7 separate regions of the Mus musculus genome follow, and regions 1, 3, 4, 5, 6 and 7 are each linked to region 2. A link is a contact called in public Hi-C, HiChIP or PLAC-seq and promoter capture Hi-C data. All regions are on one chromosome and are shown on one strand. The core of a region is the stretch at or near the end of the contact, and the rest is flanking DNA. Distances in the headings are between cores, read along the strand shown. Region 1 has its middle 11 kb from the start of Mrgprd. Region 2 holds the start of Fgf15 (fibroblast growth factor 15). Region 3 holds the start of Ppfia1 (protein tyrosine phosphatase, receptor type, f polypeptide (PTPRF), interacting protein (liprin), alpha 1). Region 4 holds the start of Mrgprf (MAS-related GPR, member F). Region 5 holds the start of Tpcn2 (two pore segment channel 2). Region 6 has its middle 34 kb from the start of Smim38. Region 7 has its middle 14 kb from the start of Smim38.

Evidence for each region. A called contact is a pair of places that touch in the nucleus more often than the background predicts. HiChIP or PLAC-seq counts read pairs in DNA pulled down with a chosen protein or histone mark. Capture Hi-C pulls out chosen DNA fragments and counts their contacts.
Region 1: an H3K27ac HiChIP or PLAC-seq map of embryonic stem cells shows a contact between it and region 2, with 2.9 times the contacts expected there. The contact joins the enhancer-like site here to the promoter of Fgf15 in region 2. A contact is called at or near these places in 4 of 39 promoter capture datasets (the C10 cell line, embryonic stem cells, liver and 1 more), 1 of 484 Hi-C or Micro-C datasets (bone marrow-derived macrophages), 3 of 115 datasets of contacts at active chromatin or transcription factors (embryonic stem cells and pancreatic cancer cells) and 2 of 9 other capture datasets (liver and macrophages).
Region 3: a promoter capture Hi-C map of adipose tissue shows a contact between it and region 2. The contact joins the promoter of Ppfia1 here to the promoter of Fgf15 in region 2. A contact is called at or near these places in 10 of 39 promoter capture datasets (the 3T3-L1 cell line, the C10 cell line, the HPC-7 cell line and 7 more), 1 of 15 datasets of contacts at CTCF or cohesin (the NIH/3T3 cell line), 1 of 484 Hi-C or Micro-C datasets (embryonic stem cells), 16 of 115 datasets of contacts at active chromatin or transcription factors (bone marrow-derived macrophages, embryonic basal ganglia, embryonic forebrain and 9 more) and 3 of 9 other capture datasets (adipose tissue, embryonic stem cells and liver).
Region 4: an H3K4me3 HiChIP or PLAC-seq map of embryonic stem cells shows a contact between it and region 2, with 9 read pairs. The contact joins the promoter of Mrgprf here to the promoter of Fgf15 in region 2. A contact is called at or near these places in 6 of 39 promoter capture datasets (the C10 cell line, hematopoietic stem and progenitor cells, liver and 2 more), 2 of 115 datasets of contacts at active chromatin or transcription factors (both in embryonic stem cells) and 2 of 9 other capture datasets (adipose tissue and macrophages).
Region 5: a contact with region 2 is called in an H3K4me3 HiChIP or PLAC-seq map of embryonic basal ganglia, with 3 times the contacts expected there. The contact joins the promoter of Tpcn2 here to the promoter of Fgf15 in region 2. A contact is called at or near these places in 4 of 39 promoter capture datasets (embryonic stem cells, hematopoietic stem and progenitor cells and neutrophils) and 11 of 115 datasets of contacts at active chromatin or transcription factors (bone marrow-derived macrophages, embryonic basal ganglia, embryonic forebrain and 5 more).
Region 6: a contact with region 2 is called in a Hi-C map of bone marrow-derived macrophages, with 30 read pairs. The contact joins the enhancer-like site here to the promoter of Fgf15 in region 2. A contact is called at or near these places in 8 of 39 promoter capture datasets (the 3T3-L1 cell line, the C10 cell line, embryonic stem cells and 5 more), 5 of 15 datasets of contacts at CTCF or cohesin (the NIH/3T3 cell line and embryonic stem cells), 7 of 484 Hi-C or Micro-C datasets (the C10 cell line, CD4 T cells, the HL-1 cell line and 3 more), 13 of 115 datasets of contacts at active chromatin or transcription factors (craniofacial prominence, embryonic basal ganglia, embryonic forebrain and 7 more) and 3 of 9 other capture datasets (adipose tissue, embryonic stem cells and liver).
Region 7: a contact with region 2 is called in a FOXA1 HiChIP or PLAC-seq map of pancreatic cancer cells. The contact joins the enhancer-like site here to the promoter of Fgf15 in region 2. A contact is called at or near these places in 2 of 39 promoter capture datasets (embryonic stem cells and trophoblast stem cells), 1 of 15 datasets of contacts at CTCF or cohesin (embryonic stem cells), 2 of 484 Hi-C or Micro-C datasets (CD4 T cells and bone marrow-derived macrophages), 13 of 115 datasets of contacts at active chromatin or transcription factors (bone marrow-derived macrophages, craniofacial prominence, embryonic basal ganglia and 8 more) and 2 of 9 other capture datasets (adipose tissue and liver).

Annotation. Positions count from the first base shown.
Region 1 is chr7:145,324,529-145,327,426 of GRCm38.p6, reverse strand. No RefSeq gene overlaps it. Among named protein-coding and RNA genes, the nearest start is that of Mrgprd, 11 kb to the right of the region's middle. Within about 2 kb of position 1,531, at least 11 of the 459 cell types and tissues checked have an H3K27ac peak or open chromatin away from gene starts, as enhancers often do. A contact at or near this core is called in embryonic stem cells, where this site is marked.
Region 2 is chr7:144,895,261-144,898,073 of GRCm38.p6, reverse strand. It overlaps Fgf15 (fibroblast growth factor 15), which reads right to left and starts at 1,542. Exons shown (of 3, transcript NM_008003.2): 1 at 1,143-1,542; 2 at 855-958. The coding sequence starts at 1,395. It overlaps Gm26793 (a long non-coding RNA gene), which reads left to right. Exons shown (of 2, transcript XR_003946907.1): 1 at 1-998; 2 at 1,169-2,813. RefSeq lists a cis regulatory region at 1,676-1,690, enhancers at 2,531-2,563, 2,584-2,813, 2,393-2,813 and a promoter at 1,457-2,813.
Region 3 is chr7:144,552,237-144,555,119 of GRCm38.p6, reverse strand. It overlaps Ppfia1 (protein tyrosine phosphatase, receptor type, f polypeptide (PTPRF), interacting protein (liprin), alpha 1), which reads left to right and starts at 1,391. Exons shown (of 32, transcript NM_001195086.1): 1 at 1,391-1,601; 2 at 2,587-2,850. The coding sequence starts at 2,587. It also overlaps the pseudogene Gm35626.
Region 4 is chr7:145,299,058-145,302,182 of GRCm38.p6, reverse strand. It overlaps Mrgprf (MAS-related GPR, member F), which reads right to left and starts at 1,274. Exons shown (of 3, transcript NM_145379.2): 1 at 1,191-1,274.
Region 5 is chr7:145,282,706-145,285,557 of GRCm38.p6, reverse strand. Tpcn2 (two pore segment channel 2) reads left to right here and starts at 1,547. Exons shown (of 25, transcript NM_146206.5): 1 at 1,547-1,707. The coding sequence starts at 1,647.
Region 6 is chr7:145,240,833-145,243,870 of GRCm38.p6, reverse strand. It overlaps a transcript of Tpcn2 not described here. Among named protein-coding and RNA genes, the nearest start is that of Smim38, 34 kb to the right of the region's middle. Within about 2 kb of position 1,725, at least 20 of the 459 cell types and tissues checked have an H3K27ac peak or open chromatin away from gene starts, as enhancers often do. A contact at or near this core is called in the HL-1 cell line and bone marrow-derived macrophages, where this site is marked.
Region 7 is chr7:145,221,099-145,223,866 of GRCm38.p6, reverse strand. It overlaps a transcript of Tpcn2 not described here. Among named protein-coding and RNA genes, the nearest start is that of Smim38, 14 kb to the right of the region's middle. Within about 2 kb of position 1,451, at least 162 of the 459 cell types and tissues checked have an H3K27ac peak or open chromatin away from gene starts, as enhancers often do. A contact at or near this core is called in adipose tissue, bone marrow-derived macrophages, pancreatic cancer cells and 1 more, where this site is marked.

The sequences.
Region 1 (2,898 bases), core at 282-2,781, 430 kb before region 2:
CTCCCGTGCCTGCCTGCCCAGAGCACAGGAACTCTGGCCGAACGTGGGCTCTCTCCCATTCTCCTCTTTCCCCCACACCCATGGCCCCACAGGTGTGGGCACCTACCAAAGCAACAGAAGAACCTTAGCTATGCTGGAGCTGGAGTTATTAGCAGTTATGTCTTGTGTGTATATGATGCACATGCTAGTGTAGGTGTGTGCATGTGTGTAGTGGCTATTCCTGATTGTCAACTTGACTATATCTGGAATGAACTACAATCCAGAATTGGAGGGCTCACCTGTGATCCAGATCTTGAGGCTAGAAGACACAAGTTTCTGACCTGGATCGTGGCATGGAGATCTTAAGGCATCGTGGCCATGAGAAGTTTAGGCTCAGGTGAGGTAGTACATGCCTTTAATCCCTGGAGACTGAGGCAAGGAGATCTCTGAGTTTAAGGTCAGCCTGAGACAAGCAAGTCCCAGACGTGGTGATACACACCTTTAATCTGGGACACACTTTCTGCTGGAGGCCTACATAAGGATATTGGAAGAAGGAAAATTCTCTCTTCTTTGCCTGCTTGCCTTGTGGGACTGAGCAACTACTAGATCCTTGGACTTCCATTCACAGCTGCTGCTAACCATTGTTGGGAGCTGGATTACAGACTAAGTCATCAACAAATCACTTTACTATATAGAGACTACCCATAAATTCTGTTACTCTAGAGAACCCTGACTAATACAGTGTGTGTGTGTGTGTATGTGTGTGTGTGTGTGTGTGTGTGTGTGTGAGAGAGAGAGAGAGAGAGAGAGAGAGAGAGAGAGAGAGAGAGAGAGAGAGAATGAATGGGTTAGTATAGATGTGTGTGTGTGAATGTGAGTATGGGTTAGTGTAGGCCTGTGCACGTGAGTATGTAAGTGTGAGTATGGAGGTGGACATTGCTGTATCTCTTCCATTGGTTCCACTTCACCTTCATGTTTTTGAGGTAGAGTTTATTGAACCTGAAATATATTTTAGTATAGGCTTAAACATCAGAGGTAGGAGAAAGAGAGACATACTGGAGAAAGTGAAGTGCACCCAAGACATAGGTGTTGGCTTCTAAAGAGAGTAGCAGAAGGCAAGACTACCCAAGGGTGGTCTAATGGACTCAGGGCAGAGCTGCTGTGATGTATGAACATTAGCCACACACACCCTGGGCTTTACTGCTGTGAACAGACACCATGACCAAGGCAACTCTTCTAAGGACAACATTTAATTGGGGCTTGCTTACAGGTTCAGAGGTTCAGTCCATTATCATCAAGGCAGGAACATGGCAGCATCCAAGCAGGCATGGTACAGGAGGAGCTGAGAGCTTTATGTTTTCATCTGAAGGCTGCTAGAATATTGGCTTCCAGACAGTTAGGATGAGAGTCTTAAAGCCCACACCTACAGTGACACACCTACTCCAACAGGGCCACACCTTCTTCTAATCGTGCCACTCCCTGGGCTGAGCATATTCAAAACATCACACACCCCTTTGGTGGCCTCAAGTTACATCTCAATAGGTTGCCAAGGACTCCTCCCCTGCTCTCCTACTCTTCAGAGAGGAGAATTGTGAGTTGGCTCTGGGGATGTGTTGGGTGGGTTAAACCTGATAAGGTGAATCCAGGAGCCCTGAGGGCTTCGTAGTGACTTGGGGCACACCCCTTCCTGTCAATGGAGTTCTGGGAGATCCCTGGAGGATGCTGGCTCCCAGATGGGAGGGGAAGGCCTGGGCAGTTAGTTTTGGATTCTCTACTTTGCCAGCCAGGGGCTTTAACCAGATTCCTGGGTGCAGGGCTCCACTCCTGTTTTGCACCCCAGGATTTTTTCCATCTTTCCATCACGCCTCATGATGACCTTAAAAGGGAGATCATTGGGTGAACACCTGGTTCTCAGTGCCTTTTCTCTCTAATCTTGGGTCTGGACAGCCCCTTGACCCTCTGGGAAGCCAGCAGCTTTCTAGCCTCATCTCCCACCATCTGCTGGTCTAGTCCTCTCCATGTGGTACTTACTGTTAGGGTTTCTGAGAGGTCTGGGATATGACTAAATTTCCCATCTAGCTCCTAGTACTTTGTGGCCAAGCCCCTGTGCCTCTGGCCTTTGCCCCAGCAGTGTGATAGGAACCGCTCAGGCCACTGTTAGACCTGGATTAAGAACAAGCACGGGCAAGCCTGTAATCCCAGAGACTCTGGAAACTGAGGCAGGAGGATTATATATGAGGCCCTTCCTGGTACCCTGATAAATTTAACTAACCCATTCAAACTCTGCTAATCTAGTTACTACCGCTCAAACTAGTAGTTTATATAGAGTAGAAAATTACTAACAGCTACACCTGCCTAATGACTGCATACAGGTGTGATGAGGTCACGTGTCCAATAAGCTTTAAAAGAAATAGAATTTAAAACACAAAGAGAGGTCCAGACATGGTTTTGTTGAGAAAAGCCAAACCTAGGTAATAGGAGATTGGATAAGCTCAAGGCCTGTCTGAACAAGTGATGGAGACCCTATCTCAAAAAGGGGAAAGCTGGGTGTAGACTATTACAATTCCAGCACTCAGGAGACTGAGGCAGGAGGATAACAAATAAAGGTCAGCCTGGGCTACATAGTTTAAGTCTAGCTGGGGCTACTTAGCAAGGCTTTGTTTTAAAATAAAAAGTAAAAAGAAGGCCGAGCCCCCATGGTGGCTCACAACCACCTGTAACTCTAGTCCCAGGGGCTCTGACACCCTCTCCTGGCCTCCACAGGCACTGGGCACACCTGTGGCACACAGACATACATATAGGCAAGACACCTGTATAACAGTCTGCATTTGGTGATGGCAGTGAGGGTGGGAGGAGGGGTAGCTTGAGACTAGGTCTCTCTACAGAGCCCTGGCTGTCCTGGAACTCACTCTGTAGACC
Region 2 (2,813 bases), core at 293-2,792:
TGGGTGTCAGCTTTCAGCCAGGCAGGGGACCCCCTCCTCTGAAGCCCCTTCCTTTCTCTGCAGACCCCTTTCTTTCTTTCCTTCTTTCTTTCTTTCTTTCTTTCTTTCTTTCTTTCTTTCTTTCCTTTCTCTGTGGTCTTTTCATGTAGATAAATCAACTTCAGAGCCACAGACAATTTGGGGACTCTTAAAGAAACAAAACAACAAAAACGTTAAGTCCGGTAGCCATCCTTCCCCACTGGGGGACCTCGCACTGGTACTGCCAGAGGTAGGGCTGAAGGCTTCTTTGAACCCAGCCTCTATTCCTACAGAGCACTAGCCTACATACTTCATGACTACCGATTTTTAGGGGTTATGTGAACCTAGCCATCTCGCCTCACTCCAGTTCCCCCAGGTCACAAGCAGATGAGCATCTTGGGTACTTTCTAAAGTATCTAATTTTTGCATCACACCATGGACCTAAGAAAAATTGATTGAAAAGACCCTTCTTTCCTTTTTCTTTTCTTTTTTATTTGAGGGAGGGGGAGGAAATCGAGGACCACGAACACGCAAAGCCAGGAGAGGAGGCTTTCCTGTTCAGTATCAAAGGGGCCGAAAGCTGAATGGGACTCAGCAGTTAGCCCAGTCTTTGGGAAGATTAGACAGCTTCTCTGGTCTCCCTGCTCCCCCGCTACAGCCTGGGGCCATCACTTTACGCAGGGCGGGCAAGAGCAATATTAGCCCCACTATCATTGGTACCTTGCCCTCGAAGTTCCTTTTGGACCTGAGCAGGAGGCGAAAGAACAAACAAACAAACAAAAACAATACGGACCCAACGCGGCCGCGAGCATCCCGCCGCGTGGAGGAACACTCACCAGCCCGTATATCTTGCCGTCCGCGCTCATGCAGAGGTACCGCACGCTGCTGACGTCCTTGATGGCAATCGTCTTCAGAGCGACCGCGCGGAATTCCAACAAATCTGCGAGCAAGAGAAAGATGTTGCCGGGCCCCAGCAACACGTGAGTACAGCGGGGCCACACTGCATCGCCCTTCCCCAGCTCCAGTCTGGAAGTCAGGGGTGGGAGGATGTTAAGGCCACGGCGACACACCCACGTGCTTCTGGGTCCTAAGGGACCGGAGGGGACGGGCTGAATGATACTCACTTCGTTCGTTTTGGTCCTCCTCGCAGTCCACAGAGCCGTCGCTCCGGATTCGGAGGAAGCAGTTGGAGACATAGGGACCAGCGGAGTACAGGTACTGCAGGCGGGTAATCTTGCCCCAGCCGTAGAGAAAGAGTGGATCTTCATCTGACACAGACTGGGATTGCTGAGCCAGGGGACGCCCAGACACAGCCAGCCACAGAGTGGCCAGGACCAGGGCTCGGGCCACCGCACGCCCGTTCCACTTTCTCGCCATGACACCTCGGGGTCCTGAAGGCCGTTACAAAGGTGGCGCGGAGACTGCGATGCGGCGGGGACTCAAGTTGCAGGCGCAGGGCAGGCACAACCCACAAAGCAACTGGGCGCTTGTGGCGTGGGGCGCACAGAGTTACTGCTCCGACAGTGGGGTGGCTCCGGGCACGCGGCCTTATATACGTTTCGTCCCGCGGGCCCCGCGGGTAGGTGACCCGGGCATCAGAGCATTTCTCCTCCTAATTGCATCAAGTCTCCGCCCCCCGCACACACCCATTCAAGCCCCAACCCAGTGACCCCGCCCAGGCCGGCCAGATCTGGCAGAGGAGGAGCCCCCCCTTTGCGACCCTGGCCTGGGGAGCAAGTGTTCAATGCACAGTATCTTGGTGGTTATTGAATAGGCTATTTTAATTTTACTATTAATTATTGAGGTCTTCAGGCCCTGGGCTTTCAGAGGGATGCGCGTGGGACAGTCACAGAGACTAGAAGGCACGCAGAGCTCTGCCTCCGTAGCCCCCTGTTTGAGTCTTGAATCTCTCCTTTAGCACGCTATCGCAGATCCTACCCTCCCTCATTCTCCCGGCCCCAGACCTAGGCTCCCTTTTCATGGATATTTGCCCTACAAGGTGGAGACCTCGTGAGAACGTGTCGCACGCACTAGGTGGCGCTTCAGCCCTAGTTTCGGTCTCCAATGTGCTGCCAGTCGCTGTCTGCACGTCCTCTGCCTGCCTCGCGCGTGGACTCCACAAGTGGAATGTCACTGGGGCTGCGACTTTTGAGAAGGGTGGACTGACCAGCGTGCAGAAGCACGGCAGGCCGCGGGATCCCCTCTTGGGTCGATGATCAGGCCCTTGAGTCTGTGCGCGGGGGACAGCTGCGTACCGGAGAGGAGGGGGCCAGCTAGGAGCAACGGTGGACGCTGCTGGCGGCCGGTCAGGTGGGAGGAGAATGGGGGCTTCTCCTAGAGCCGCTCTTGCAAAGAAAAGGAGGCAGCCTGCAGAGAATTCCCCTGCCTGAAAGAAAGGGTCCTCGCAGGGGGCTTTGGCTCAGCGCTTATCCTTTCTCATTATGCCTCCAACCCCCCAACTCCTGTATGTGGGGCCCCAGGAGGCTGGTTTGGGTAAAAAGGTACTGGCCTAGCTCCGTGGTGATGGGAGGTCTGTCTGCAGGGGCGGGACAGCAGAGAAATGGCAGATCTGATGAATCTCAATGAGGAACACGCCACTTTCAGACGCCATCAGTGACTGGCATTAATGACGGAGCTCTGGGAGAATGTCATCAGGAAAGCCTTTACAAAAAGACATCACCGAAGGCTCTCAGGACCGGGGACTCCCATGCTGTGAGGCTTGTTTTAGAGAGCGATGTCTCCTGTAAAATCTAATTACTTCTCCCTTGTGATTCTCAATCGACAGCGCGGGCTAT
Region 3 (2,883 bases), core at 142-2,641, 340 kb after region 2:
TCTATATAGCCTTGGCTGTCCTGGAACTCACTTTGAAGACCAGGCTGGCCTCGAACACAGAAATCCGCCTGCCTCTGCCTCCCCAGTGCTGAGATTAAAGGCGTGCGCCACCACGTCTGGCTTGAGCATTTCCTCAAATCCAAACCTGAGATCAAGGCAACTGAGAACTTGTGTGCAGTGGCTGATAGTCCTTAAAGACTTTGCTGCTTCTATTTACATTCTGACTTGTTTTGTGGAAAAAGGTCTCATTATATAGATCGGGCAAAACTCAGAGATCTGCCTGCCTGCCTCTGCTTTCTGAGTGCTAGGATTTCAGGTGGGCACTATTGTGCTTGGTTATACTTGTAACTTGACTTTGTAATTAATTACTGACTTCTTGAAACAGGAATCTGCCCATGTAACCCTGACTGTCCTGGCTCTCTATGTAGCCTATACTAGTCGACAGTATTCTTGCCTTGGCCTTTGGAAAGTTTTATTGGCTTTTCAGTTATGGTTGATGATCATTTTGCTTTGGTTTCTGGACTATTTTATTGGCGTTAATTAAAAAAAAAAGTTTTAAAACAAGGTCTCAGTATGTACTCCTGGCTGTCCTGAAACTCACTATGTAGACAAGGCTAGCTTGAACCCAGAGATCTGCCTGGGTGCTGGGAATAAAGGCGTGTAGCACCAAGGCCAGCTAGCTTTTTATTTTTACGTGGAGTCTGGGAAATGGAACTTAGGTTCTAATACTTGCAAGAGTGACTGAGCCCTTACATTTTGTTGTTGTTGTGTGTGCGCGTGTGAATGTGAGCACATGTATGCACCCACACGATACATGTGTGCAGGTCAGAGGACAACATTCAGGACTATGTAGGTTCCGAGGATCTACTGCAGGTCTTCTGGGTCCTAGGGTTCGAACTCAGTCGTCAGGGTTGATGGCAGTAGCCTTTGTTTGTATTTTACAGGCAGAGTCTCCACCTTGCTGTAATTCTCCTGCCTCAGACTTCTGAAGGGTAGGCATAGAGGTAGAAGGTACCTTGCCCGACCTGTCAGCACTTTCCGGTTTTGCAGGTGGTCCGGCGGGACTCCCCAGAGGTCTTGGGTTTTGAGGGGGGGGGCGAGTGCTCAGGTGACGTCGGCGTTTGGGTGACGTCAACACACACACACTGGCGTGAGAGCACGGAAGCAGGACTGCGAGCTGCGCACACCTGCCAGAGATCTTTACCGGTGTTTCCACGGTCGCCCTGTCTCCGCAGGGGGTTGGCCTGCCGGGGGCGGGGCTAAAGCGAGGACTAGCCAATTGGATCTCCCGATAGACCGCCCGCCCACTACCGCGGATCTAGCGCATGCGCACGGCCCCGCGGCCAACCTCTCCCGCGGGGGGCGGTGCTGACGCTCGCGCCGACGCGCCGGACGTCGGGCACGTTGACGCCGGCGACGCGCCGGGCCCGGTTCTCTGCGCTCGCTAGTGTCCCGCGGCGGCGGGCCGGCCTTCGTGACGAGCGGGGCGGCGGGCCCGGGGGCCGGGCGAGGACGCAGCCGCGGGGCTGCGTGGGTCGGCCCGCAGCCGGCCGCCGCCCGAAGGCCGCTTCATAGCCCCGGAGCCGCGCCCGCCGGCCAAGGTGAGGGCGGGTGGAGCGGGCCGCGCTGGGTGGCGGGCCAGGGTCGGTGGGGCCGGGTCGGCAGGGTCAGTGTGCGGGGGTCAGCAGAGCCAGCAGAGTTGCGGCTAGCCTGGCAAAACGGGTTGATAGCAGTTAGGTCCGAGTTCGCTTAGACTGGCCAGAGTAAGTGAGGTTGGGGGCAGTGAGGCTGTGGGGTCAGCTGAGCCAGGCCGGGGCAGCGGGTGCTGCTCAGATGCACCTGCAGCGCCTTCTGCTTCATCCTCCACCCTGTGCCCTGACAGCATGCAATCTCTAGTTCCATCTCACCTTTTCCTCCTCCTCCTCCTTTTTTTTTTTTTTTTAACCTAGCCCTGTTGTCCCGACTTCCTAGATTCCCAGTGTGGGTATATTTTCTCTTTCTGTTCTTTTCCCCTGTCTTTGACTGTGAACTTATGTAAGTTGGGTTGGCTGACCAACCGTTACACAGCAGCAGGCCTTTGCTAAACACTTCTGTCCAGACTTTAAAAAGCCAATCCAGTTGCTTTTTCCGCTGATCACCAAATATCCAGCCCCACAAGTCAGGGTGCCTGCTAGTCCTTCCCAGGAGCTGACTGCACACATTCCTGGAGGATGCTTGGGTCCATAGTGCTGGTGTTTTGTCAGTTTCCAGTCTTCTTCTGTGGTTGAGGGACTGTTTGGAATCTCTCTTCCTGAGGAAACTGTCTTCAGCTGTTAAATGTGGATTTTAAACAGACCCCCACTGGTTGGAGGTGAGCATCCCAGCTCCTCTTGCTCCCAGGACTGTCTCCCCCAATCTGCTCATTATATTGACCTGTGCATGCTACTTCCCAGAGTGTGTGCATCCAGAGTGGATGATCGTCACGGATAGCTCTGGGGCTGTCAGCCTTTTTCTCATTAGCCACAGGTGGTGCTCAGAAAGCTGCAGGTTTGTGGAAACTCTTGTTCTGCACCTACTGATTGTGGTCTGTACCGTTCCTTTTTCAAGATGATGTGCGAGGTGATGCCGACCATTAGTGAAGCAGAAGGCCCTCCAGGAGGAGGTGGGAGCCATGGGTCAGGCTCCCCTTCACAGCCAGATGCTGATTCGCATTTTGAGCAGCTCATGGTTTCCATGTTGGAAGAACGGGACCGCCTTCTGGACACACTAAGAGAGACACAAGAAACACTGGCATTAACCCAGGGGAAGTTGCATGAAGTTGGTCATGAAAGAGATTCTTTGCAGAGGCAGCTCAATACTGCACTTCCACAGGTATGCCCATCAAACTGAAATCAAGGAAGGTTT
Region 4 (3,125 bases), core at 25-2,524, 400 kb before region 2:
TCCTACTCCAGATTATTTGCAAAGTTATTCACTCACACAGAGAGATCCAGAAGCCAAGTGGACCCCAGATGGGCCATATTAAAGATGTGTGTGTGTGTGTGTGTGTGTGTGTGTGTGTGTGTGTGTGTGTGTGTGTGTGTGAGAGAGAGAGAGACGTGTATGAGGATGTGTGTATGGGGATGTGTGTGCTCTGGGCAGGATCTGAGCCATGACAGAACCCACTTCACTAAAGCCCATGGAAAAGGCTCCCATGTCTGCACCCCTGGCTCCTCCCCTCCAAACCGATAGTGGGCCACCTGTTTACCTTCTTAGATTGACAGTTGGACAGACCAGCCCTAAGGGAGCTGTCTTGGTCATTTCACTTCTACTACACCATACCCCAGTCTCTCTCCTCATGCCTTAGCTATGACCCGGCCTGGGCATTGGCCAGTCTGCTGCTGTCCGGGATACACAGAAAGCCTGTGTTTCTGCCTAAGACTCAAGCCTTTGCTCACAACTTGACAGAAGACTTTCTCTGAGGGGGAACAGAACTCTCTGGCAAACAGCTTCATGTGAAGCCAACACCAGCACCAGACCTGGCTGGAGGGGAAGAAGCTGAGACTATCAGTTGTCTGACCTTGTGTTGCTAGTCCCCAAATGCCCCCAACAGAGTTGCCCACTGCTGTCCTCATGGCCAGCGGCATCCCTGAGCAATGAGAACCAGAACTCTGCACTTGGACCATCGCCCACTGGGTGTTCCCTTCAAACTCTTCCAGAAACCCGGCTTGGATGTAAGGTTGAAGGAAGGATAGGGAGCCCCCACCCTCAGGAGGACAAGATGGGGGCTGGAATTGGAGGATGTCTTGGGGCTAGAGGTAGAGGTAGGGTGTCATCTGAGTAGGGGATCAGGAGATGCAACACAAGAGGGGGACTCTTAAAGCCTCCTATATCCCTGGGATACTCAGACCTGTGGGAAGAGTGGAACAGGTCTTCTAGATGGGAACAGCTTCACTCTAGGGTTTCATGGCTCTGTGCTCAGAGAGGTGGGACTTCTGCAAGCTGCCTGTCATGGCAGTGGCCATTTCCCTGCCTTGAGGCTGCCAATCTCAATTGCTTGCCCTGTCCAGCCTTCACCCTACAGCCCCTGATCCTGATCCTGAAGCCCCTGTCCCTGGTCTCCCTCCCCTAGTCCCTGGGTCCCAGAGTGCTACCTGTGGCTGTCCTGATCCTCCGAGTTCCCTTCGTAGAGATCTTCTCCTGGGACTCCGAGTTTGCTGACCCACGGGCAGCAGGCTAGCCAAGTACTGCCTGGAGCCTCGGAAAATTCAGGCTCAGGGTGGAGGGAGGACGAGCCCTCACCCGCCTTGCCTGTTGGAGATGGCTTTGGAAACAGAACCCGCCCCAAACCCAATTCCAGGCCAGGCAGAAGGGGGAGGGGAGAGTTAGAGGAGGAGAAAAAAGAGGAGGAGGAGGAGGAGGAGGAGGAGGAGGAGGAGGAGGAGGAGGAGGAGGAGGAGGAGCTGAACAGTGATGAGGCTTGGGGAAGGAATGCCCAGTTCAGGAGCCTTTTCCCCCATCCCCACTGGGAACTCATCTCTCTGCCTGATGACGTCACGTTGGCCTGAGCACTGGGGCGGGAGTCCAGATGTTAGTATCTAGTATCCTGCAGCTCCAGAGGGCTGCCCCAGTAGAGGGAGCTCCGGGTTGTCACTTGCTTGATGCCTTCAGCCTGTTTCCAGTGGGCATTTCAGGGCAGGTGGTGATCGTGGGGAGGTTATAGGGAATGTTCTCTCCATTATTTGAACTGACTGAGGGACTGGCACAGAGAAGCCAAGAAGCAGCAGGTGAGGGAACTCTATGGAGAGTGGGGGAGAAGTGTCAGAGAGAAGGCCACATGACCCAGATGGCACCAACCCACCCCCCTTGCCACCCCAGAACCTTCCTGGGGGACCCCTGGGGCCTGTGGAACCAGGAATTCCCTTCTCTCTAGCTCTAATAACAATCAGATGTCACAAATGGAAAATCACAGCCCTTGCTCACTTGGGCTGAGCAGGGAAGTTGGCGAGCAACCATGCCTGGTGCGTGTGCTCCTCAGTGAAGATGAGTCACCCTCCCCCACGAGAAGGGGTCTTGGAAAAAGTTAGTGGCCAGGGCATGGAGCCCAAGCCTGGGTGGGTATGGAGGGAGCAGAGGGTTGGCGATGAGGGTGGGGTGCTGAGGCCTTTTTCTGCCCTGGGCCAACTTTCTCATGACCCAAGAAGCCTGAGGGAATGCCACACTTTCCTATGGGAGTGAACAGTGCCCAGATTGGGGGAGGTGTGCCTTGTGGGCATCTTACAGGGAGCCCAGAAATAGATCTCTTCTTGCACCTGCGCTGGAGCCTCCTCCTTCTGCCCATGAAGAAACCTCTCTGTCCCTTGCACCAAACTAACCTGAGATCAGGGAGCCTTGGATGGTTGCCTGTTTGAGGCCAGCTGGCTTCCTGGGACTTGGAGGCGGGGCGGGGTGTGGGGATAGGGATTTTTCTGAGATTCTAGAGGCTGAGAGAGGTTAGGCAGGCAGCAGGGAAGGATGGTGACCCTGCCTCCTCCACCAGAGCAGGCAGCTGTGTCCCAGCTGGGCCACTTGTTTACACTGGGAGGCGGGGGGGGGGGGGGGAGGCCTAAGCCCAGCACTGGCCAAGTATAATTGCGCTTGGACACTTAAAAGGAATTGTGTGAAGTGGGCAGAGGCTACTGAGTCCTCAGCCTTATTTGGTTTGGAAATATGTTTCTTTGACAAAACAAGAGAGAGGTGCTTATTAAAGGGAGCTTGTCTTCGGGTCCCTGAGTTTGCAGGGTCCCTGAAGCTGCTGACCTGTCCACTGGGGGTGCTATGGCCATGGCCCATGTTCATGAGCACTGGAGATTCTTTCTCTGAGCTCTGCAGACTGGACAGCCTGGCAGAAGCACCATCACCATTCTCTGAATCACAGACACACCTGCTGGCCAAGTCCTCACAGCAAGGGACCAAGGATCTCTGAGTCCTTTTCATTCATCCCCTTCAGGAAGGTTCAGTGTCTATAACCTAGTCACTATCCCCTTGGGGTGACCATTTTAGCATGAGTTCTGAGGAAGACACAGACGAGTAGTTTACAGCAATCACCT
Region 5 (2,852 bases), core at 298-2,797, 390 kb before region 2:
AGAGATCTGTCTGCCTCTGCCTCCTGAGTCCTGGGATTAAAGGCTCTGAGCCAGCACCACCCGGCTGATATATGTGCCTTAACTGCCTTCCCCAGGGGACAAACCTGTAGAGATGGGCAAAGGAGAGTCAGAGAGCAGGAAGTCTTGCGTCAAATGTGGAGGTGGTGCATTTGGAATCTGAGCATCCAATCTGTGCTTGCCAGCTGTGAAATGGGGGTGGGGGGGGAGGGATATAGTGATCCCAGGAGCTGGGAACCGTCTCAGGCACCCCAGGCACGCCTAGCAAGTGAGGAAGCATGGATCTCAGGCCAAGCTTCAAGAAAATTAACTCAGCCTGTCTCCTTGATGGGTCCACGGTGGGTTTTTTCCTCCATCTCTGAAGAATATCTCACAATGTGGCTGAAGACAGGGTTCAATGGTGAAATGTATTTGTCATGTAAATCTGAAAACCTGAGTTCAGTCCCTGGAACCGACTCCTGAAAGTTGTCCTCTGACCTTCAAGTACTATGTGGTATGTCTGAACCTGCCTGCACTTGTATATATACACAGACACGCACATACACATGAACACATACGTATACACACATAACAACAACAATAATAATAAAAGAAAAAATTAAAAAGATCCCAGTAGAGTGACCATACTCTGATTTCAGCCTTCTGAGGCCTCAAGAGATAGTCCTATCTTTGGACTTCTGATCTCCAGGCAACAGATTACAGCTCTCTCTCTCTCTCTCTCTCTCTCTCTCTCTCTCTCTCTCTCTCTCTCTCTCTCTCTCTCTCTCTCTCTCTCTCTCTCTCTCCTTCTCCTGGAATTAACTAGTAGTAGGCTGTTCCCAGACTGACATCAATCCTCAGGTCTCTGCTACCTGTAGTACTGGGATTCCATGTCTGTGCATCAACATACCCAGTTTCAAGCTTTAGTTTGTTTAATTTCTGGAGAAATTCAAGATTCATTTTTGTGGGGCATGACCTCTGTGGTCACTCCCTTGTTCACAGTACTCACATGCGTCAGAGTCACGCAAAATGCTTGCTTAAACACTTCTGGGCTTTGAGTCACACAAAATGCTTGCTTAAACACTTCTGGGCTTTGGGTGTAGCAGGGGTTGAGAGCTTGCCTGGCGTCTTATAAGGCTCTGGAAATAAAAAGCAAGCAAGCAAGCAAGCAAGCAAGCAAACTCAGTCAGTCAGTTACACATTCAGTCAGTCACTCAGACAGTCACTAAGTCAGTCAGTCAGTCAGTAAGTCCCTCAATCAATCAGTCAGTTATTCATTCATTCACTCAGTCAGTTATTCACTCACTCACTCACTCACTCACTCACTCACTCACTCACTCACTCACTCACTCACTCACCCACTCTCTCACAAGAAGAGATTCCTTCTGACATTCCTAGAGCTGGGACGGAATAGTAGTCATTTGCATTGATTGAAAAACTTCCTTGATAGCCTTAGCTTCTTTGCCTTCTGCCACTAGGTGCTGCAGAGAAGCGGAGCGCCACCCATTGGGGGAGGGGCTTGTTGCTTCCGCCTTCCAGAGGGATTTCTCCGTTCTCATTGGCTGTTGCTGGGAGTCATCACAGAGCTCCTCCTCCGGAACGCCTGGCTCTCGCGGCTGGGACCAGGTCCGGCCTGTTACATTGGTGGGATGGCGGCAGAAGAGCAGCCCCTTCTGGGCCGGGACCGAGGCAGTGGCCAGGTCCACTCCGGTGAGTGAGGTGTCACTTTCAGTTTTACTTTTCTTTTTTCCTTACTTTTTGAGACAGGGTCTCAAGTAGCCAGGCTGACCTTGAACTCCAGATCCTCTTGATTTGGCCTTCCAAGTGTTGGGGTTACAGCACCACTCTAGCTTCTTCCTCATTAGGGAGAAAAGCGTGCTCCAGCCCATGGTCCCCAGGCAGTGAGTGGCCGAACATCCTCTGAGAGCGACTTTGGAGCACTGCTTTGGCTGCTAAGGGCTGAAGCTGGTAACCTAAGGCCAGGGAGACTTCCTTCCTTGTTTTCTTAAGTGCTTCGGAGCCTTCTTTCCTTTTCCCTTCCTTGGTCAGGGACATTGCTGAGCCCAGGGAGAGTGGAGTTAGCCTCCCAGTCATCTCCAGAGGATGCTGGCTGACAGGCAGGAGGATATTCTTCTCATTTTCCAGATGAGCAAACCTAGGCAGAGAGAGGGGAGGGGGAGAGGGGAAGAGGGAGAGAGAGACAGAGTGAGTTGTGCCCTCCTCACCTCTGACCTACCTAAGGTCACAGCCCTGCCTTCTGGTGTGGTCACTGCCCTGTGTGTGCTGGTGGCCTGGTCATTCAAACTTCCCTTTCTGAACTTCCTTTCCTCCCTGTTTGGGAGCAGACTGGGTTGGCACACTGGCCCCTGTCTACCCATAGCCCGTGCCTTTTCACTGAAGAGTGAGGACATAGGGTCCGTAATAGGAGACGAGGAAGCTAGACACTGAGGTGACCACATGTCCACCTACTCCTCCCTCTCTGCTGAAACCACTCGTCAGGGACAGGGCATATGGTTCAGGGGACACATACTTGGTGTTAGGCATCTGGAACCTTTCTGGGGCTGCCAGTTGCTGAGTGTGGGTCTTCGTCGGGTTACTTAGCTGGAGTTTCAATACAAGGGGTAGTAACAGACTGGTGGGGTAGGGGACACATTTTGAGGATCCAAAGAGAGATTTTGTGGCATCCAGTGCGTGGGTCTTAACAGATGTCCATGATAGCAGTGCCATGCTGCTTCTAAGCCTTGTCCCTGCAGAGTGGACAAGCGACAGGTTTAGCTTTCTCTGTGGAGGCAAGACTCAATGCTGGGCATTGTCACACAAGAGACTCACTCTCTGGGAAGGCTGGGCAGTGTTGG
Region 6 (3,038 bases), core at 476-2,975, 350 kb before region 2:
GTATAATTTAGGATTGACCTCACTGAACCCTGGACCTGTAGGCACTCTGGAGAGCACAGCTCCTAAGAAAGGCTTTGGATGGTATGTAGCATCACTGAAAAATGGCTGACAGAAGCCTGGTGTGACAGGGCAGCAAGGAAGGGGCTGCATTTCTCACGGGCTCTCTACTTGGCACACAGTTTGGGGGCTCCTTGACAGCACCCCCTTCACCTCTGCATCTATACAAAGGTGCTCCGTCCTGTGTTCACCTGTCTCAATGAGCATTTTAAGCAGTGTCCCTCCCCCAGGTGAGGTGTGCACTGGGACAGCTGGCACCTGTATGCAGACCCAGATGCCATTGATGTCTGAGGCCCCAGTAGAGCCTGCTGTGGGCTGGTGTCACTGGCACCTTGTAAACCCATAGGGCACCCAGAATTGGCTTGGGTAACGGGATGTGTGCCCTTCATAGGGTCCAGCTGGTAGTATGAACTGGCACCCAGAGGTGTTTTGCATACAGGTGAGGGCCTGGGGCAGGCGCAGATTATCCAGGAGATAGGAGTCCCAGACTAGGGTACCTGAAATCCCTGATCTGTCCAGCAGAGGACAGCAGAGCTCCAGCGGCAGTGGGTGGATCCTGTCCCAGTCCGCTCACCTCCCCACTCTAAGGCTAGACTGGTGGTTACCTAAATGATCTTTCCTTCCTATTTTCATAAAGGCTTCCTTCGCGGCTGGGCAGCTTTCCTTGACTGCAAGGCCCACGTGTATTGTCCTCTCTACTGTCCCCCCTTGCCCATCTGAATGTATGTGTAGATCTTCTGGCCTAAGGGACCCCAGAAGACTGTAGGGCAGGAGTGTGTCTCCAGGACTGTCTCCTCTCCCGGCCTGGCTTGTCCCTTGGTGTTCCTCTTGTCTGATGTGGTGTGTATTTAGGGGTCCCCTATCATGGGCTTTCTCTGGCTAGAATGTGAACCTCACCAGGATAGAGATGTAGTTTACTTTTGGCCAAGTCCCAGGTGCTCAGGGAGGAACTGGTATATAGAAAGATGCCCAGGAGGTATCTGATGGGCAGACTGATAGGTGGAGAAATGTGTGGGTGTCCACTTCTGGGTCAACCACATGGTTTCCACTGTGAGCTGCCGAAGGGGTCCAGTTTGGGATGCAAATCTGGCCATGTTCTGACATATCCTCTGTCCTCTATGGACATTGGAAAGTGTAGAAGGCACTGAACCCTGAATGGGGAAATGGTTGACCTTGGGCTGGGCCAGTGTTGGAACAGACTCTGGGGTGACAGTGACCACCATGGGGACTCTGACATGTGCAGTTTAATGTGCACACATGATTATCCTTATTTCCGTTTGACAGGAAGGAACTGGAGCTCAGACCTTAATAGATACCTTCCCCACATTAACATCCCCCGCCCTTTTCTGTGTGTATCAAAGCTGATGCCTCAAGAAAACAGAAACACTGGCCATGTGCGTGGACAGAGAAACCGCGATGGTGTCACTGATGTGGTAGGCAGCTCAGACTTGGCAGGGACGGGGTGGGCGAGGGGGAGGTGTGAAGTCACTGCCTCCCTAGGGCTCAGAGTTCATGGCCCATAGAGCCCAAAGCATTTCTCTAATCAGGTACCTTCAGCATTTTTGTGAGATGCCAAGAATGTGTTTGGGGGCACCAGGGACTGGTTGGCCTTGCTTTCCCCTGGCACATAAACTACCACATAACTAAAGGGCAGGGACTCCTCGTGACCACAGCATGCAGGGCGGTGATCTCTGCTCCAGCCAGTGGTGGTGGCTGGTGGCCAATGGAGGGGAACTCCAGGCCAGGCAGGAGTCCGGGTGGTAAAATTGCCACGGGGTAGGAGACAAAAGCCCTCCTCTGAATACACTGAGGTGGACTACTGGCTTCTATTTTGTTTCCTCTCATGCCTAAGTTCTCAGTAAAGTGACAGGGATGGATTCCACATGTTGAGAGCAATTGATCTGCCCAAACTCAGGGTGATGGGTGTAGTCCTGACCTCCTGGAGTAGCCTTGGCTTTGAAGCCAAGCTTGCTGCATGGCTTTTCACTGCAAAAAAAAACCCACCTTCCCATTCTGAGTCCAAGGTCAAGGTGGGCTGGTGTCCGTAGCCTTTGAAGGTGCAGGGAAGATTCTCCCTAGCTTTTGGGGTTGCTGTTGTCACTTACGTTGTTGCTGTGACCTGACAAAAGTGACTTAAGGGAGGAGGACATCACTGTGGCACACAGTTTGAAGGGATACAGTCGTTGTCACCCCCACCCCACCCTGCCAGCTCTCCTCCCACCCCGTGAGGAAGCAGAGAGGGGAGTGATGGTGTTCAGTTAATTTTCTTCTTTTTATTCACTCCAGGACCCTCAGTCATGCAATGGTGCCACCCACATTCAGGGTGGGTCCCCCTCAGTTAAACCTCTCTGAAAGCCCCTTCACAGATATACGGATAGGTGTGTCTCCTCGGCGAGTTTGAATCGAGTCAGGCTGCTGCTGAAGGATGGATCCTCACACTGGGTCACTCCTGCCCCACCCCCATGTATTGTCTGGCCTCCCCTTCTTCCCAGTGTGCCTACCTCCTTTTACAAGGATGCCAGAGCTGGCCTTAGGACACATATTCCAGTGTGAGTCCAGCTTATCTGATCACACCTGCAAAACCCTGACTAACCAAACCTATGAGGTAGGCTGTGTGTGGGGTTTTGGGACACGCTTGGCTTAGCACGGGTGTTTTCTCCGACAAGCAGCGTTTTCTTGCTGGCAGGTCCTCTGGCCTCACACAGGGACTGCCTGCTCCCAGTACTGTTATGAGTGGACAAGTGCTAGATGTGGCAGATGGAGGTGGAGAGGAGGGGAGAGGAGAATGTAGGACAGGGTAGCTGTGACATTCCTTCTCAGCCCCAGACTACTCTGTACCTGGTGGCAGTTGGACCTCTATGAAGTTTGTCATATATGATGATGGGAACAGATCTCTCTATGAACCCAGCCACTCGCTGGTTCACAAAGGTGATTGCAATAACAGAGATTGTTCCTGGGAGAACAGGGTCAGCTTCTTCAGA
Region 7 (2,768 bases), core at 202-2,701, 330 kb before region 2:
GGCTTCTTGTTTTTTTCTTTAGGTGGATAAGGTGCTCTCTTCCTTCCTTCCTTCCTTCCTTCCTTCCTTCCTTCCTTCCTTCCTTCCTTCCTTCCTTCCTTCCTTCCTCCCTCCCTCCCTCCCTCCCTCCCTCCCTTGCTTGCCTCCCTCCCTCCCTCCCTCCCTCCCTCCCTCCCTCCCTCCCTTCCTTCCTTGCCTCCCTCCTTCCCTCCCTCCCTCCCTTCCTTGCCTGCCTCCCTTCCTTCCTTGCCTCCCTCCCTCCCTCCACCTCTTTCTTTCTGGATCTGGGGCTGGCCTGGAATTTGCTTTGTAGGCCAGGCTAGTCACAGTCTGATGCCTTCCTGTCTCTGCTTTCTAAGCGCTAATATGACAGGTGTGCACACTGTTCCTGGCTTATTTAATTTAATTTAGTTTTGGGAGCTAGGGCTTTACTATGCAAACCAAGCCCACTTAGAATTCATGATGATCCCCCTGCCTCTGCTTCCTCAGTGCTTGGAATAGGTGTGTGGTGCTAGGGATGGAACTCAAGTCCTTGTGCATGCTGGGAAAAATCCCTCTATCAACTGAGCCAGCTCTCATGGAGATCATTAAATAATAACAGTCCTTGATGCCTCCCCATCCCCATCTACAGACGAGGAGACTGAGGCTTAGAGAGGTGAAGGGCTTACCCAGTGAGTCCTGTTGGGGCTCAGACCCCTGCTTTGTGGGTGTAGAGAGGTAGCCCTGTGTCCTCTGCCTAGCATCCCCCAGTAGAAGAACATCTTTAGCCCTCTCCTTCTCTCCACAGTTCAGTGGGTTAGGCCAAGGCCCTGCAACTAGATCCCATGGTCATTCTGTGGGGCCTGAGGTGTATCACCTGGCTCCCATATGTGCCTGAGGTTGCTGGCTAGTTCAGCAGGGGTGAAGGTTGGAGAATGAGCTCTCAGGGCTAGCTGACCTCTACATGCTGCATACATGTCCACACTGTAGCCCGGCTTCTGTCCCATGAATCAATGTATAGGAACTCCTGCCAGGGCCCAGCACACAGTAGGAGTTTTGGGTATCATTTCGCATACTGGAGACAGGAGGTGTCCTGAGAAATAGAACCCAGCACCCGGTCTTCCTGGGTTGCTGGAGCCCCATTTAATTCTGCAAAGGTCAGTTTACTCAAGGGGTGGCAGTGCCTGGGGTGGTGCTTGGCTCTGAGAGCACTGTGTGAGGAGTCCAGAGAGAGCACTGGGCAAGGAGTTGGAAGCCTCATCTGCAAGTCCCCAGCTAACCTAGGCCACACTGCCCTCTCCTGGCCCATGTGCTCCTCACCCCTGATGTGGCCCAGGTAGACTGCTGGCCATGGGACAGGACCCAGACACTGCCTGCTGTTTACCAGGATTCTGCTTGGAGGGTTCCACCTCCTGCCTGCAGCCCTGCTGCGGGCCTCCTCCCCACTGTGTCTGACTCACAACTTTGCTATGTATGCAGAGAACATTCCTGAGCCCCCGCCCTGCAGCAGGGCTCTCTGTGGGGGCAGACTGCAGGGCTGTTCACTGTCCCTGGAGAAAGACTTTTGCTTCCCTAGAAGTGTCCCTCATTCTGCCCTTGGGCCTCTTGGTGGTGGCCACAGCCTGTTCCTGTCTGGGACCTCAGCAAGTGTGTGAGTGTGTGTGTGTGTGTGTGTGTGTGTGTGTGTGTGTGTGTGTGTGTCTGGGGATTTCCTAGGACTAATCACTAGTCATCTTACCACAGAGGATAATGAGTCAGAGCAAGCCAGTACACCTGGGTCATCTATGTTCATAGACCTTAGACAAGTGGGGTTGGCTTTGTGTAAGTGACAGGGGACATGTGGTTGCAGCAATAGCAGCTGCAGGGCCCATGCACCAGTGACAATCATCTACCCAGTAATGTCCACACAGCCTGGCCTTCATAGAAGCTCCTCTTGGTAGATGAAGTTCAGCTGTGTGGCAGAGCCAAGTTCTGTACTACAGGGACCACTGGGTCTTCCCTGTCTGTCAGCAAGGAACCCTCAAGGTTCCCTAAAATCCTCAAGGCCACCCCCAATCAATCCTCTATACTCAGCCCAGGTCTCTGTTTGTGATATTCTGCTGTCCTTCCCTCAGCTGTGGGAGTGTCTGGTACCCAGGCCCTCTGAGTGCACAGGGCTAAGTACTCACCCGCTGTCAGTGACAGACACTGCTTGATGCCTGGGATGCTTAGGATCCTCTGCCGGGACCTGGAGCCTACCCCTGCCCCCACTTCCTTGCAGGAAGGCTCAACAGCCCTGCTGCCTTTGCCTTGCCTTTTCCTCCAGGATTCTGGTCCTGGCCTCACCCCTCTTTCCTGGAAGAAGAGACTCATTGTTTTTGGATTTGCCATGGATCCTAGGAGCCAAGATACATCTGGAAACATCAGGGAGGAACACAGAGTACTGGAGTGAAGGGTATCCTCTGTGGGGCCTTATCTTATGCAGAGGAAGGGAGGTGTTGATGCTGTTGTATTGGGGCAGGTTATCTCATCTCTCTGGTCAGGGTTGGGGGGGTGGTCCATGCCATCTACAGTTTTTGGGGGGGGTCAGTCAGCACATCTGGCAGACACTGAACCTGGGTCAGTGCCCTGTGAGAGCCTTGCTGTGACTCAATGTGATCATCTTAGTGTGGTGACTCTTGCAGGAATTCTGGGAAGGGACAAACCAGTGTAGGTAACAGAAGGCACTGGACTGGCTCTAGCAGCCTAGGCCTTTAGGTTGCCTGCACCCTCCAAGAGGGCCTTCATTGCTCTTGAGCAGATCTATCCCA